5 separate regions of the Mus musculus genome follow, and all the other regions are linked to region 2. The links are chromatin contacts, called in public Hi-C and HiChIP or PLAC-seq maps. All regions are on one chromosome and are shown on one strand. Each heading gives the region's core, a stretch centred on a gene start, on an enhancer-like site or on the middle of the called end of the contact. The rest is flanking DNA. Distances are from core to core; before and after follow the strand shown. Region 1 has its middle 72 kb from the start of Gm46240. Region 2 has its middle 7.4 kb from the start of Gm40746. Region 3 overlaps Gm33897 (a long non-coding RNA gene). Region 4 has its middle 58 kb from the start of 4930556N09Rik. Region 5 has its middle 30 kb from the start of Gm46240.

What was found. HiChIP or PLAC-seq counts read pairs in DNA pulled down with a chosen protein or histone mark. A called contact is a pair of places that touch in the nucleus more often than the background predicts.
Region 1: a Hi-C map of bone marrow-derived macrophages shows a contact between it and region 2, with 13 read pairs. The contact joins two enhancer-like sites. A contact is called at or near these places in 1 of 484 Hi-C or Micro-C datasets (bone marrow-derived macrophages) and 2 of 115 datasets of contacts at active chromatin or transcription factors (memory CD8 T cells and pancreatic cancer cells).
Region 3: a contact with region 2 is called in a FOXA1 HiChIP or PLAC-seq map of pancreatic cancer cells. The contact joins two enhancer-like sites. A contact is called at or near these places in 5 of 115 datasets of contacts at active chromatin or transcription factors (CD8 T cells, double positive thymocytes, effector CD8 T cells and 2 more).
Region 4: a FOXA1 HiChIP or PLAC-seq map of pancreatic cancer cells shows a contact between it and region 2. The contact joins two enhancer-like sites.
Region 5: a contact with region 2 is called in a CTCF HiChIP or PLAC-seq map of the NIH/3T3 cell line, with 6 read pairs. The contact joins two enhancer-like sites. A contact is called at or near these places in 1 of 15 datasets of contacts at CTCF or cohesin (the NIH/3T3 cell line) and 1 of 484 Hi-C or Micro-C datasets (bone marrow-derived macrophages).

The regions. Positions count from the first base shown.
Region 1 is chr10:96,827,608-96,830,321 of GRCm38.p6, forward strand. No RefSeq gene overlaps it. Among named protein-coding and RNA genes, the nearest start is that of Gm46240, 72 kb to the right of the region's middle. Within about 2 kb of position 1,439, at least 41 of the 459 cell types and tissues checked have an H3K27ac peak or open chromatin away from gene starts, as enhancers often do. A contact at or near this core is called in bone marrow-derived macrophages and pancreatic cancer cells, where this site is marked.
Region 2 is chr10:96,186,999-96,189,698 of GRCm38.p6, forward strand. No RefSeq gene overlaps it. Among named protein-coding and RNA genes, the nearest start is that of Gm40746, 7.4 kb to the left of the region's middle. Within about 2 kb of position 1,328, at least 84 of the 459 cell types and tissues checked have an H3K27ac peak or open chromatin away from gene starts, as enhancers often do. A contact at or near this core is called in the NIH/3T3 cell line, bone marrow-derived macrophages and pancreatic cancer cells, where this site is marked.
Region 3 is chr10:96,721,389-96,724,088 of GRCm38.p6, forward strand. All of the region lies in intron 2 of Gm33897 (a long non-coding RNA gene), which reads left to right. Among named protein-coding and RNA genes, the nearest start is that of Gm33897, 7.0 kb to the left of the region's middle. Within about 2 kb of position 1,288, at least 146 of the 459 cell types and tissues checked have an H3K27ac peak or open chromatin away from gene starts, as enhancers often do. A contact at or near this core is called in pancreatic cancer cells, where this site is marked.
Region 4 is chr10:97,092,637-97,095,468 of GRCm38.p6, forward strand. No RefSeq gene overlaps it. Among named protein-coding and RNA genes, the nearest start is that of 4930556N09Rik, 58 kb to the left of the region's middle. Within about 2 kb of position 1,460, at least 14 of the 459 cell types and tissues checked have an H3K27ac peak or open chromatin away from gene starts, as enhancers often do. A contact at or near this core is called in pancreatic cancer cells, where this site is marked.
Region 5 is chr10:96,870,396-96,873,166 of GRCm38.p6, forward strand. No RefSeq gene overlaps it. Among named protein-coding and RNA genes, the nearest start is that of Gm46240, 30 kb to the right of the region's middle. Within about 2 kb of position 1,271, at least 84 of the 459 cell types and tissues checked have an H3K27ac peak or open chromatin away from gene starts, as enhancers often do. A contact at or near this core is called in the NIH/3T3 cell line and bone marrow-derived macrophages, where this site is marked.

The sequences.
Region 1 (2,714 bases), core at 189-2,688, 640 kb after region 2:
TGTAATAACATTCATGGCAATAAGAGGTCAAGGTATTCATTAGAAAATGGCCAGGGTGCCTTGCACAGAGCCAGTATGAAATCTGGGAAAACTGAAGCTGGATTTCCTGGGGAAAGAGGATTTATCTGAGATGAATGGCCTGAGCCAGACAGAACTGACCGTGCGCGTGTGTATGTATGTGCACATCTCTCTCTATGTCCACAAGAAGAGTGCTACAGATAAAAAAGAAAGGGAAAGTCAACTTTGAGATTGTAACTTGTACCAGTCTTTTTCTTTTCAAGTGTGTTGTGATTCTATAGATCATTTTATTCGTGAAGAAATGCTTAAAATACAAAGAAATGCCCCTCTCGGGATCCACAGAGAGGACAGGGTGGAGCTGGGACAGGAACTCGAGCTGGCCTGAGTTCCATAGTTATTATTATTCTGGTGTTAACTACATGCGTATGTATGTCTGTGTGTAGGTATGTGCACGTGAGTGCAGGCTCCCCTGAGACTCCCAGAAAGCATCAAACCAGTGGGCACTAGTGACCTTCATAACCGTGGTGCGGGGAACCCAGCTCCTGTGCTCTGCATGAACAGTAAGCCCTGGGAATCACCAAGCCATTCTCTAGCCCCCATACTTCCTCTACTGCTGCACTTGTAGGTCAAGGAAGGAACACTTGAGAGGATGTGATCAGACATCAGATAAATAAAACTGCTTGAGGGAGAAGCCATTTTGCTTTGTGAAAAACAGTGGAAATGAGTTTGGGAAAGTCTTGGTTTTTCACATATAAATTCTAAGAAAGCAAATTTTCTATTGGGTATTTTCAGTTCATATATATATATATATATATACATATATATACACACATATATATATATACATATATATAAGTTCTTATATGTATATATATACACACACATGTACACATATTTATTTGTGTGTATATAGAGAGTATATGTGCATGTATATATATAATTTCTAATGAACATGTAAGGGAGATGATACTTCTGATCATTCTACAGAAGAAAGATAGAAGGCAAATAAGGTGTCCTGTGCTCATGACACAGAGCCAAGGTTGAATTTCAGGCAAGCCTAATTCTGAAGCCGAGCTCGCTCTGTACACCTGTGGTCCTGTCATGTGGCTTGTGCTGGTCTCCCTGGAAATCAGGCACAGTCAATCAGCTGCCCCTCGTCTCCTTATGTAATAACCTGGAGAGTAGGGAGAGCCATCTGTTTCAAGAGAAGCATATTTGAGTCCATAAGGCAATGGGTTGGCAGAGAACAGAAGGATTATGACATTGCCATTTGGTATCCCTGACTTAGTCTGCATTTGTAAAATAGAAGTACGTGGTCAAACATGTTGATTTCAGAAGGCTACCATTATCACCATCCAGAGGAAAGCACAGGCCGCGGTACATCATATGGAGAATAAGGGATATATTTTAGGAGGATGACTTCAGCCATGAGGTTTTTGAGCTTTTACTTCCTGAAACCTTTGCTTCCAAAATGACTCATGGGGTAAGAATATTTTGATATTGAGACACACGAAGCAGAAAAACAAGCACAGGGGAGAAAGTTGGATTGGTATTAAGAACACAAGATCACACAATGATTGAAACATTTAGAACCAGAGCAGTGGTTTCAAAGGAAGACTGTAAATATATTGAAAATTCAGAGAGCTTTCAGGATGTTTACATACCCAAATTCAACCCCTGGCAGGCTCCAAGAACGAGACCCAGGTCTCCAAGAAGTTGCTCTGGGGACCAGCCTCCGTTTAGAGTCACTGTCTGAGAATTTGAAAGCTTATCACGGGAGGTTTATTGTTAGCTGTTGTTTTAAGTTTATTTTTGTGGTCTTAAAGACTAAAATCACGGTTTTCTTTAATTGCCTTCTCAGTGTTGAAAGCTGTCTAAGTATTCAGTATCTTTTCTTGTCAATAGCCACTCTTTGAAATCCTGTCCTTGATAAAACACTGGCTACTATGAAAATAGGAAGGTGGATGTCCATTGTCTATCTTAATATAGTTACATTTAATCAGAAAGAAAAAATGAGATTAAAAGTGGCAAGAAATAGGTCAGCCATTTAATAAACTAATAGTTTTGTTTTGTTTCGTTTTTTAAAGGAACTCCAATTAATTCTTTGGCATGTTCCCAGAACCCCTAAAACACGTGCTGAGCATGTTATATACTCAGAGTACCTAAACAGAACTCACCTGTAGTCTTCTTGGGATTTTCTATGTCATCGCTGACTTAGTAATAGCTCCAGTTCTTATGTTAGAGAAGGGAATTCTTGTCCATTTTCAAATGGATGAAAACTATTGAGAGAGATTTGGGTCCTACATTTTCTCCTGTTATGTAGGTTAGCAAGGAAGTGGCATCGGAGAACAGACCGTAATCTTTTTTTTTTTTAATTAGGTATTTTCCTCGTTTACATTTTCAATGCTATCCCAAAAGTCCCCCATACCCACCCCCCCAATCCCCTACCCACCCACTCCCCCTTTTTGGCCCTGGGGTTCCCCTGTACTGGGGCATATAAAGTTTACAAGTCCAATGGGCCTCTCTTTGCAGTGATGGCCGACTAGGCCATCTTTTGATACATATGCAGCTAAAGACAAGAGCTCAGGGGTACTGGTTAGTTCATATTGTTGTTCCACCTATAGGGTTGCAGTTCCCTTTAGCTCCTTGGGTAATTTCTCTAGCTCCTCCATTGGGGGCCGTGTGACCCATCCAAT
Region 2 (2,700 bases), core at 78-2,577:
GTCTGCTGAGATGAGAACAGGCCAGTCTTCCCACTAGTGCCCTGCCAGCATAGCGTGGATTGCTTTTTTAATATTTCACACAACACACATTTTCAGAGGGTGGAAGGGAAAACACACAGAGCTATGTTTACAGTGAGCTCACAAAAAATGTCATGGGAAATAGGAAAATTTTAAAACAAGAAAATGTAACACTTTGAATGTATTTTCTGTTGGGACTGACTGAACAGGTCAGACAGTTCACACCATGGGGTGCTGGGTTTTTGTAATAACTCAGGCAATCTGGGAAGGTATTGTGACTCTTTAATAAATGCCCAGAGTGGAGGTCTCTACCGGGCCAGGGCCTTGTAGATCTGTACACACCAAGGTGCACATACCCTTGGAAATGGGGACAAAGAGCCACTACTGTGCTCTGCAAATAGGCCTTATAGGTCAGTCAACAACAAGCAATCCTGTAATTGCTCTGGCCATATATCAGGTGGCAGGGTAAAGGAAAAACGTGTGAAGCAAACACTGAGATGCTCAGTGTTGTCAGGAGGCCCGCACCGTTCTTCTACATTCAGCTACCACAAAAGCCTGGACTTAGCTCCCACTGCCTCTCTCTTCCGTTTCCTTTGTGGCCATTTTGATAAGGGGTGTGTGTGTGTGTGTGTGTGTGTGTGTGTGTGTGTGTGTGTGTGTTTTCTTGTGTAGGCACCAGAGCATGTGTAAGGGGTCCATCTTCGTTTTTCACAGCTGGAGGTTGGGTCTCTGTCTGCCAATATATGTTGCTAGGGTATCTGGTATGCAAGCTTTTGGGAGGGCAGGATTTTCCTTGCTCTGACTCTCATCTTGCTGTGGGGATATTGGGATTATAGACCGTGGTGGTCAGATTTACCTGCATTCTAAGGGTTTGGATTTGAGTGCCTTACCCATTGATCCACCTTGCCAGCCCCACTGGTATTTTTAATGCTCCTTCCCAACTCAGCAATACAAGGTACAACATGTTTCCTAACTCCCTTCACCACAATAGGTAATCAGTTCATCTGGGAAAGACTGCTGTAATTGAGTTTTCTATTCCCCTCGCCCCCAACTTCTCTACTTTGTCACCCTTCTGTTTGGCTTAGCTGCTCTCTGCCTGGGTACTGCATCCAATCCTGTCTTCTTCTTCTCCATCCCCAATGAGACTCTTCCCTCTGTGTAGACGATGCTCAGTTCCCTTCCTGTGTAAAGTACTTGCTTTTTCTTGAAATCTTGGCTTTGTTTCTCAGAACACCATCTCAAAGTGTCCAGCCCCCTTTACTGTTAGTTTTGTTTGGAGTGCACGTCCTATCCCTGTCCAGTCCCCACCATGACTCATTGATTTCCTGCCATTCTTTCAACATCACATACGGACGGCGGCTGGAGGACAGAGAGATGTTTACTTTGGAGAAGCTAAAGCTCACTTTTGCCAGCAATTGGAGTCAAAATCCTGGAAGGGCCCACACAGGGAAAAAAAAAATCAATTGTCTTTAAGCCCAAAGTGGAGAATTATGACAGATAAGTCAAAGCTGCAATAGAGAATAGAGCAACGTTTGGACGTGTTTTATTACCTCCAGACGTACGCAGAGATGTAGTAGGAGGCTCTTCTTTCCGAGACAGTCAGACTTAGACTGGGTGTTGAACGTGGCTGTATGCAGGTGGCTATAGTTTGCTATAGGTTGCTGCACACTACAACGAAGTGTTTGCTATAGGTTGCTGCAGACTACAACAAAGTATTTGTTATTAGTCTCTTAGACCAATGGGTGCTTCTAGATCCTGAAATTTTGTTGTCATTGAGTCATTTTCAAGTTTACTCTGATTAGACAATGCTTGTGACATACATCACTGCTGCGCTTATACTCTGTTTATTTTACTTTATGTATATACAGATATAATCATGGTTGTTCTGAGAAAATTTTGAGCAAAATAAAATATGCAAGTGACTCAGCCTTATTCTCTCTTCCTCTTTCTTTGAGTCTTGCAAAAATTGTCCAGTGAATTTTGGCTTACAATTAGGATAGAATTTCCAACAATTTCTAAATGCTCCTAAGCACACTTCTGACAGTTTGTACTACCTATTTATGCCAAATGGCACTCTTAACATTGATGGCTATATAAATATAAATTTATTTCTCAGAACACCGTCTCTAAGTGTCCAGTCCCCTTTACTGTTAGCTTTGTTTGGAGCAAATGTTCAATCCCTGTCCAGTCCCCAATCAAAATATTGATCTACTTTGAAAAACTGAAAGTGCTCTATGTTCTGAATGTAAAATAGTCAGAAGATTTAATTTTTTATGCAAAAGAAACAAGCACATCTCTCATTGGTATGCAAATAGACTTTTGTCTTTAGTAAATGATAGATTGTACGCATACAAAGTTTTTAAAAATTAATCTCAATATGATTTATTAGTAGTGTTTCATTTGTATACTTATTTTATATGCTTCTCCATCTGATGTTCCATCAAAATCTCTCTGGTAAAAAGGAGTCACAAGCGGAGAATCCCTGCCTTAGGGGCTGAAGTGATGTCTTAGCAGTTAGGAGCACTTGGTGCAGAGGACCCAGGTTTGATTCCCAGCACCCATATCAGTCAACTCACAGTCTTCAAGTCAGTAATCATTAAAGAGCAAGGTCACGTACCATCACTTTGTGTATTCTCTCTTAGCTGAGGCCACCAGGTCTCGGGGGGCCAGTACTAGCATTCA
Region 3 (2,700 bases), core at 38-2,537, 530 kb after region 2:
GAATAATTTCCTTTATTTTTTCTATAAGGAGTGCGGGGTGGGGACGGGTATCAGCGGGAGCCTTCGGGTGTCTTAAGCAGTCAGAGGTCACATGTCCTGCTTGTGATTTGCTAGGTCAGCTGAGGCGGGCTTGTGATGCTTTTGTAGTTAGCTCTTCTGTGTCTTGAAAGAATGGATATGCAGACAAGGCTTCTGTGGGATGGGATGTGCTATTGGGTCGGATAAGGGAGGTGTGCCCTTGAGAGCTCCTCTAAAAGGAAAAAAAAAATTGGCTAGAAAGATAGTAGGAGGTCTTTGTGGTGAGATAGCATGGGTGGAGGGGGTATATTCCAGCTATTTCAGAAGTTTGCGGGTGACTGCTCAGGTGGCTTGTGGGGACAGTTTTTGTTTGTTTGTTTGTTTTTAAAACCAAGCCTGTGAAGCTGGGGATGTAGTTCAATAGGTAGAAAGCTTGCTTAGCTTAGCATGAATGAAGCCCTGGTTAGTATCCCTACTACGGCGTTAAACTGAGCGTGGTCCCGTGTGCCTTTAATGCTATTTAATTCCTATACTTAGGTGTTGGAGGAAGGAGAATCTGCACACACAGATTCATCTTCTATACATACCAGCCTGGATTACCAAAATGAAACAACGAGAAATTGGGAGAACATAGTGAGCAAGTGGGCTACACAACAAAAAGGTCAAATGCCCCGCGCTGTACTTCAGAACACGGATGGCCAGTCTCCCTTGTTAGTTCTGGTCTCGTGCTCAATTTGGGCCATAGTAAACACGGGAAGGCACACACAGCCAATCCTAGAAGGTGCAGAGGTTAGCACACTCTGGCTTTGTCTCTTCATGATCCAGATGGCACCAGATCTCCCAGAGCTGCCATGCTTTTAGAAATATTCCCAGAAATTATTACGAGTTTATGAAGGATGACAAAACCTCTTCAACTTCCGATGCAAACACATTTGCGACAGAAAATGGATTAACTTCTGATTCCTGTATGTTCAAACCCTAGTTCAGCTTTTTCATCCACCTGGGCATAACAGTGGGGCCGAGTTTTTCCTCCTCCTGATGTCCTTTGTTCCCTCCTTTCTATTTCCTTCACTTGTTTCAAACTACGGGCAAGAACCAGTCTCTTCATGCATGTGAATTTCCCACTGGCAGGATCCCAATGCTCAGATTCACTGTTTCCCCAATGAGACTCATTCTCTGCTCAGCGTGTGATAGAAGCGCCTGGTCCTGCTTTAGCCCTGCCTGGGCCTGTCCTAGCAGCTTGTACAAATGTAAACACAGGCACTACAACTGTGGCTCACTGTGGAGGGCGGGGCTAGGGGCCAGGGTCCAAGACACGCCCAGAAATGCTCTCCCTCCCTTCGGGTTGCTCCTCCCACAGCCTGCTTGTTTCCAGAGCTTTACAGTGGAGCCACAAAACAGGAGGGTTCTATGGGGGTAAAAATCCGCCTGTTCTGGGCTGTGGCAATTTGCAAGTCCGTGGTATTCGTCCCTTTAACAACTTCCTGCAATGACATTTCTGTCAGGATGATGGGCAAATATGTGGTCAAGGCTTTAAATGCCAGATCCACACAGTTCATTGTTTTTACTAGCTCGCCTCCAGGAGTGGACCTTGATACCCACAAGAAGAATTTAATTAATTAGGCTGTGCTATGTATCTGAGTGCTTTTCCACATTTCTCTATTGTCTCATTTGCAACAAAGGTGCAAATCGCGGCCTTTGACATTTCCGCTGGAAGGAGCTCTCTCAGAGAACTTCATGAAACCAACCTCACCACTCTGGAACCGTGCAAGGAAAACCAGTGTTTTAAAACCATGGTAGACTTGAACACGTACTTCCCTTGCATGACATGAAACACAGAGACAACATACTTACATGGTTCAGGCCAATGAGAACAAATTCCTATCTGTCAAAACCACACAGGCAAACAAGAAGAGCCAGCCCACAAGTTGTCTTTAGTGTGACCGGAGGAACAACAGTATTTTACTCTAGTCTGTATAGTAAAAGTTACTCTTAAAACTCAGTATCACCAGACACTATGGTTTGGACATTGCTGTCTCTGGTCCTTTAAAGAAGGCTAAGGAAAGGTTCTCCATTCTCTTTTAGAAAAGATGAGATAATATTGGATTGCATGGATATCTGCTTAGACACATAGCCACTTTCTGAAAAGAAGAGAAGAGAAGAAAAGAAAGAGGGTATCAGGTTATGTCTTCTTGTGGGAAGTGCTCGTGTCCCACTTTCTGTGGCTTCGGCTGGGCTCTAGTCCCAGGATGCTCTCTCCATATCCGGGCCTCTTGCTCATGCGCTCCCCAGTTCTTTCTTGTCCATAGTGAGAGACTCAGGGCTGGATCCATCCACAGGGAGCTTTGATGAGAGGCAGGTTTTACATCTTTGAGAATGTCTGCTAGGATTGTTTTGGAACCTGTTGAAGAATGAGGCGAAACAACAAAACAGAGCCACAAGGTAAAAGACGGGAGCCAGAACACACAGGGTGAGCATCCAGTCTTGAGACTACATTTAAAGTCCCAGATCCGCATGCGGCTAAATTCAACTTGTTTCTGGCGTTTGCGCCTAACCCGTAGCAGCCATTTCTTTGTCGCAGGCAGTTTTAGTTGGGTCTGTTTCATTTATAGCCGCTCAGTCTGATTACTAGCCCGGGTGATAGATAGAGCACCTTCTCATTTAAGTTTCACAAAACTCCTT
Region 4 (2,832 bases), core at 210-2,709, 910 kb after region 2:
GAAAATGGTAAGCCAGATCAAATTCAAGCAACATCCAAAGGCAAAAGTCTAAACATCCATGCATTCATTAACCTAACCAATCCTCTATCCATTCGTCCATTTGCTATCAAGGTGGCTGTCTACTTTGGACCAGACAGAATCCTAGGAACAAGGGCCACTGAACACGACAACACTTGTTCTTTGCTTTTATTGATCTTGCAACTGAAAAAACACAGCCAAGCAATAAGTACACAATGAGTGTTTGTTAGTACAATGGAAAATAACCGTTGGCTGGCTTATAGCCAATGATGAAGATTTAGGTAGCTATCTAAAGGTGGAGAAGTCGCTAAGAAAAGGTTAAAGAAAATATAATCTGAGAAGGGAGAAGAACTTTTTAAAATAGTTACATATTGTGAGTAGAAGTCAGAATTTTAAAAGAATTATAAAATATATATGCATGTGATGATGGGATGTGGGTACTGGGCAATAAGAATAATGGGAAGTAAGTTCACATAAGTAGTTATGGACCAGATTAAATGAATGATAGGTCAGTATACCACAATTAAACATTACTGTGAATGATTTAAGAAAAGACCCTAAAAGAAAGGGAGTGAAATTATCTAGCTTACTTTTTGAGTTGGCCAACAATCCTTGCTTCCAGTAAAATAGAGAATATAGATGAAAAATGCAGATCATTTAAAAAGTAGTTATAAGACCACCACAGTATTGTAGATGAGTCTGAGAGTAGATTGGACTGAAGACCTTAGAGTAAAATGGAGACAGATGAACAAATATGTTGTAGACTTGGGATGATGCCTTTGCCAAAACATTTTTATGTAGACATTTGAGAGTCTAGAAGAGACAAGGGTGATTATAGCATTCAATGGTTATCAGAGAAAGTCTACAATAATGTGTCTATTCCCTCAAAAGAGGGCATTCACGGGTCAAAGCAAAGGCTAACCAAGTTCAGGTTGGAGACCTAGTGAGTTTATTAGACTGATTCAGAGGACCACAAGTTAGGACCATATGTAGGAGCATGAGTGACTTAAAGGCAATTGCTTCAATTTGAAGTCCCACTATCACCATGAGTGATAAAATATAAAATCTGAAGAAATACCAATGAGTTCCATTTCCGGTCAATATTTTCACCTCCTCCAAATTCTACTGCCCCTCCTAAACTGCATGCAGCTGTGGCAGGAGGGAGGAGAGGCTGGCATGCCAAGTTAGGATCCAGTAATTCTCTATGATTATTCTGTAGGTGAACAGTAACACATCATTGCTAGACCTAGCTATCACTGTATCAGTCTGCCTCTTTGCTTGTCACGACTTCCCACTAAGACAGACTATAGGTTACCATAGCAACTCTGCTTCATGATGGTTAATGGTCGTGACATGTCCAAAGTAAATAGTTTCACTCTTACAATGGATGTCAATAGGAAGTTCAGCTGCAATGGTTTCTCATTTCATGCACTTTGGTTACTGAGAATCCTAGGAATTTCTTTCTGTGGACCTGGTGAGGTGTATGAATCAGGGTATTGGATCCCCTGTGGTTTGTGTGGACATTTTACTTCCTATTCATTCGTTCTAGCCTCCCCTGGCTTTACTCTTCCCAAGTCAGCTCAGCTCTCCCTCATGTCTCCTTTCCTATGGATCTAAGACATCTTCTGAGTCTTCGAAGAGCTGACTACCTTGCTGGTTCATTATGCATTCACTTGCACTCTGCTTGTTTTTCCCCCCACGACTAGATGTGAGCATTCTAATACAGAAATACCTTTGATTGTATTCTTTTTTGCTGTCTTTTGTGCAATTTCCTCCATCTGTCTTGAAGGTGCCTTTTGTTGTTGTTTTTTGTTTGTTTGTTTTTGTAATAGAAAATAGTTTTTCCTTATACACTGTATTCTGATTATGGTTTCCTATCTACCAAATCCTCCCTATTTGTAATGTATTGTTAGTTACACAGAGGGAGTAGCCATGAGGTACTCCATGAGACTAACAGGGATATATGGCAATACACATTTCAAAATCCCTGGGGCTTGAGGTATAGCCTGGTGGTAGAGCACTTACTTAGACTTAGATATCAGCTTTCACTGTTGAGAGAAATGCATCGTGTTCCTTGACTTCTATGGTTCTGTTCCCCCTTAGCTCAAGTAGAGAAGTTAGAATGAATAAACTTTAAGTTCCTTTTAGATTAATAACAATGATCAGTTAGTTATAGGTTCTGGACAGACGCTAATAGTTCTCTGACCAATATCTCTCAGAAGTTGAGGAGAAAATGTCCGGTGGAATCATTCTTAACTTACAGTCATCACTTAGATTCCAAGATACAAAAAGAGGATCATCAAAAATGCCAAGATTCTATTTGAACTAGATGCCTTCTAGAAAAGAAGTCTTTCTAGAAGGTCCCTGTGTGTGCTGAGAACTAGGACAGTCTGAAAGCAATGGTATCTTCTGGGAATTAGAGTTATTAATAATGCTGGCTTCCTCTGAATAATAAAGGCATTAGCTGAGAAGGAACTCTGGGAGAGAAAAGAAGGATGAGTGAACAAAGGAGGATAAAAATACCATAGACAATGCAAGCAGTCCCCTTACTCACAATGGAAATATGACACACATTGGGACATCCCAGAAGTAAGTGTGGAGGCACACATGGTAAATGGAATATATAACTATGAGCAAACACCCTCCACACTTTGAAATCTGTGAGTTCAGACAGTACCCTTGAAAACAATGTTATATAACTGGAGATGATGGGACTGTATTAATTTCAAATATCTGCTGGCCTCTTTCAGTGTATCAGGCCCCAATTGAAGTATTAAGATACGGTTTTTGAACTCCTAGAACTAACATTAGACA
Region 5 (2,771 bases), core at 21-2,520, 680 kb after region 2:
CTCTAGCTCCTCCATTGGGGGCACTGTGATCCATCCAATAGCTGACTGTGAGCATCCACTTCTGTGTTTGCTAGGCCCCGGCATAGTCTCACAAGAGACAGCTATATCTGGGTCCTTTCAGCAAAATCTTGCTAGTGTATGCAATGGTGTCAGCATTTGGAAGCTGATTATGGGAGATAGAAGAGAGAATCTCAGGTGCAATGTCTTTATTCTGGGAAATTAAATGAAAAGGGGATGTGAGGTGAGAAAAATAACTAAACTAGACTGGAGAAGAAGGTAAGATGAAATGAAGAGGCAGAACTAGCAGATGCCTACAGTAGATTAGGAACACCAGAGCCTTTCATCTTGTCAAGATGGAGGTATTGTTGGGAAGCCACATGAGCGCCAAGCGACATAGCTCCAACAAATTCAGCAGAGGCCAAGAAGCATGTCCTTAAGTCTTCCTGTGAGATGGCTTCCAAGTGCGATGTTTGTCTGTGACTCTTATTTAAGATACCCAGGGAGCTATCAAATGTTGTCCGTAATTGATTGACAGCCACATGAAAAGAATAAATATTTCAAACTGGAATAACAGAATAGATTTCTCCTGAGCCTTAACTTAATTCCTCTTTTTAAAACTCTCTTTCTTTTTCCCTCCTCCCTTCCAGAACTGCAATTGGAAAAAAAAAAGAGTAAATATGAAGAACTACATTGAGACAGTTGTCTGATTATTTTTTTAACCTGAGAATGCAAATGGATAAAGTTTAAAAACAAGGAGCGATGTCAAACATAATCAGAACTTTATATCCTGCAATATAAACTTTTGTAAGCTCAGAGAATCAGCCAGAACAAAATGTCTAATTGGTTTAAAATTAAAGTCAAGGTTAATATTAATAAATACTTTATAATTCTTTGTAAGTTTATTTGAATGGTATTGGCTCAAACTAAATAGATGCCATTTCTTTAAAGAGAACAGTGTTTAATTAATACCAAATGACTTAGTGTGTGGAGTTACTGTTTGTTCTGTGGCCCAGGCTTCCAAGCCTGTGTTTGTGTATGTGTGTGTGTGTGTGTGTGTGTGTGTGTGAGAGAGAGAGAGAGAGAGAGAGAGAAAGAGAGAGAGAGAGAAAGAGAGAAAGAGAGAGACCCACATTTGGTAGACTTCTACAGAATGCACACATATATTTTCTTTTTGCCAAAAAGTAACAGAAGCCTTCTGAAGGCGTAAGGCTTCATCTCTTTGATAGAGCTCTTAAAACGAGAACAAGAGTGAGCCAGAGTGGACAGGATGTGGGTGTCTGACTCACAGCGCAAGGCAGCCACATGCAGGGTCAACAACCCCACCCCATCTGTGGCCTGCCCTTTCCTCTGATCTTTTCAGATATTTCATGTGATGGTTGGCTCACAAACAGTAATGGCTTCTTGGGAATGTCGGTCATCCGAACTACCTGAAAGATAAGAAGCTCCACCTTCCTTTCTTATCCTGGCCTCCTTGGTAAAGATGGAAAGATATTGTTCCTTCAGATACACAGTAGGGAGGAAAAAGATGAGGAATCCAGGTTTCCGAGCCTTCATAAGTCTGAGCCCTGTGACTCACCGACAGACCACATGAGACAGAGGCCATGTTCTTGTATGTTTTGGTGGTGTGCAACTTTTTCTCCTCTGAGACAGACAGGAAACATGCCTAATTCATTGTATAGCAGCTATATAAGGCTCTGAGGATAAATACTGACTAAATCCCAGGAGTATTTTAGTGAGGAGCAGTATGCACATGAGCCCATAACTACTTACAGAGTGGCTGAGAGGCTGCTGAGTAGTGATCAATGTCTTAGTTTAAGGGATATAAAAACAGTTATTACAATATATCATAATATAACATAATACAGTAATATATATATATATGTACATATAAGATACATACATAATGTTATAACTCATGAAGCGGTAGATGGAAAGAGAACAGAGAGGAGGAAATACTTAACAGGGAGGACTGGACTCCACTGTGTTAATTAGACAAGGCTCTGGGAGAGGAAGAGCTATGCTGGGCTGGACGCTGCAATATACTCAATGAACATCAAAAATGATGAGAGGTTTCAGGTAAAGGGAAGAGTCTTTGAAGAGCACCATCGCTGAATGTTTAAAACAAGAAAACTGAGAAAAGAGAAAGGGCTAGAGCTCTTGGAACAATGGAAGGAATGAGAAGAGAAGGAGAAAGGTATTCATTCATTTTCTAATCTAGCCTGCAGGCTGCACAGTCAGTGACCCCGAAACAATGGACAGTCAAGTGTGCTTTGCAGTGTCTCCGGTAGCCCAGGTTGGCTTCAAACTTATTCTGTAGGTGCAAACCTCATTCTCCATCCTGAAAACCCCCGAGTTCTGGTGTTCCTGGCATGTGCCACACCTAGATGGGATTATAATTTTGTTCTTATAATTTCTGGAGTTTATGTGGTTGTTGGTAAAATTCTGTTGAAACTGTGATGGAAGAAAACTCTCTCTCTCTCTCTCACTCGCTCTCTTAATCTCTCTCTCTCTCTCTCTCTCTCTCTCTCTGAGGTACCGTTTCACTATATACAGCAACCTGGCCTTCAATCACAGAAATCTGCCTTTAATGAAAGAGCTGGGATTAAAGACATATCCCACCATATCTGGCCATTTTCTTATTTTTCAGGCAGGCTTGTTGCCTGCACATAGAGCTTATAGATTTGGCCATATTATCATCTGCAAGCTCCAGGAATCTTCTTGTCTCCAACACTCTGGCGGATTACAGGCATGCACTGTTGTACCTGGTGTTT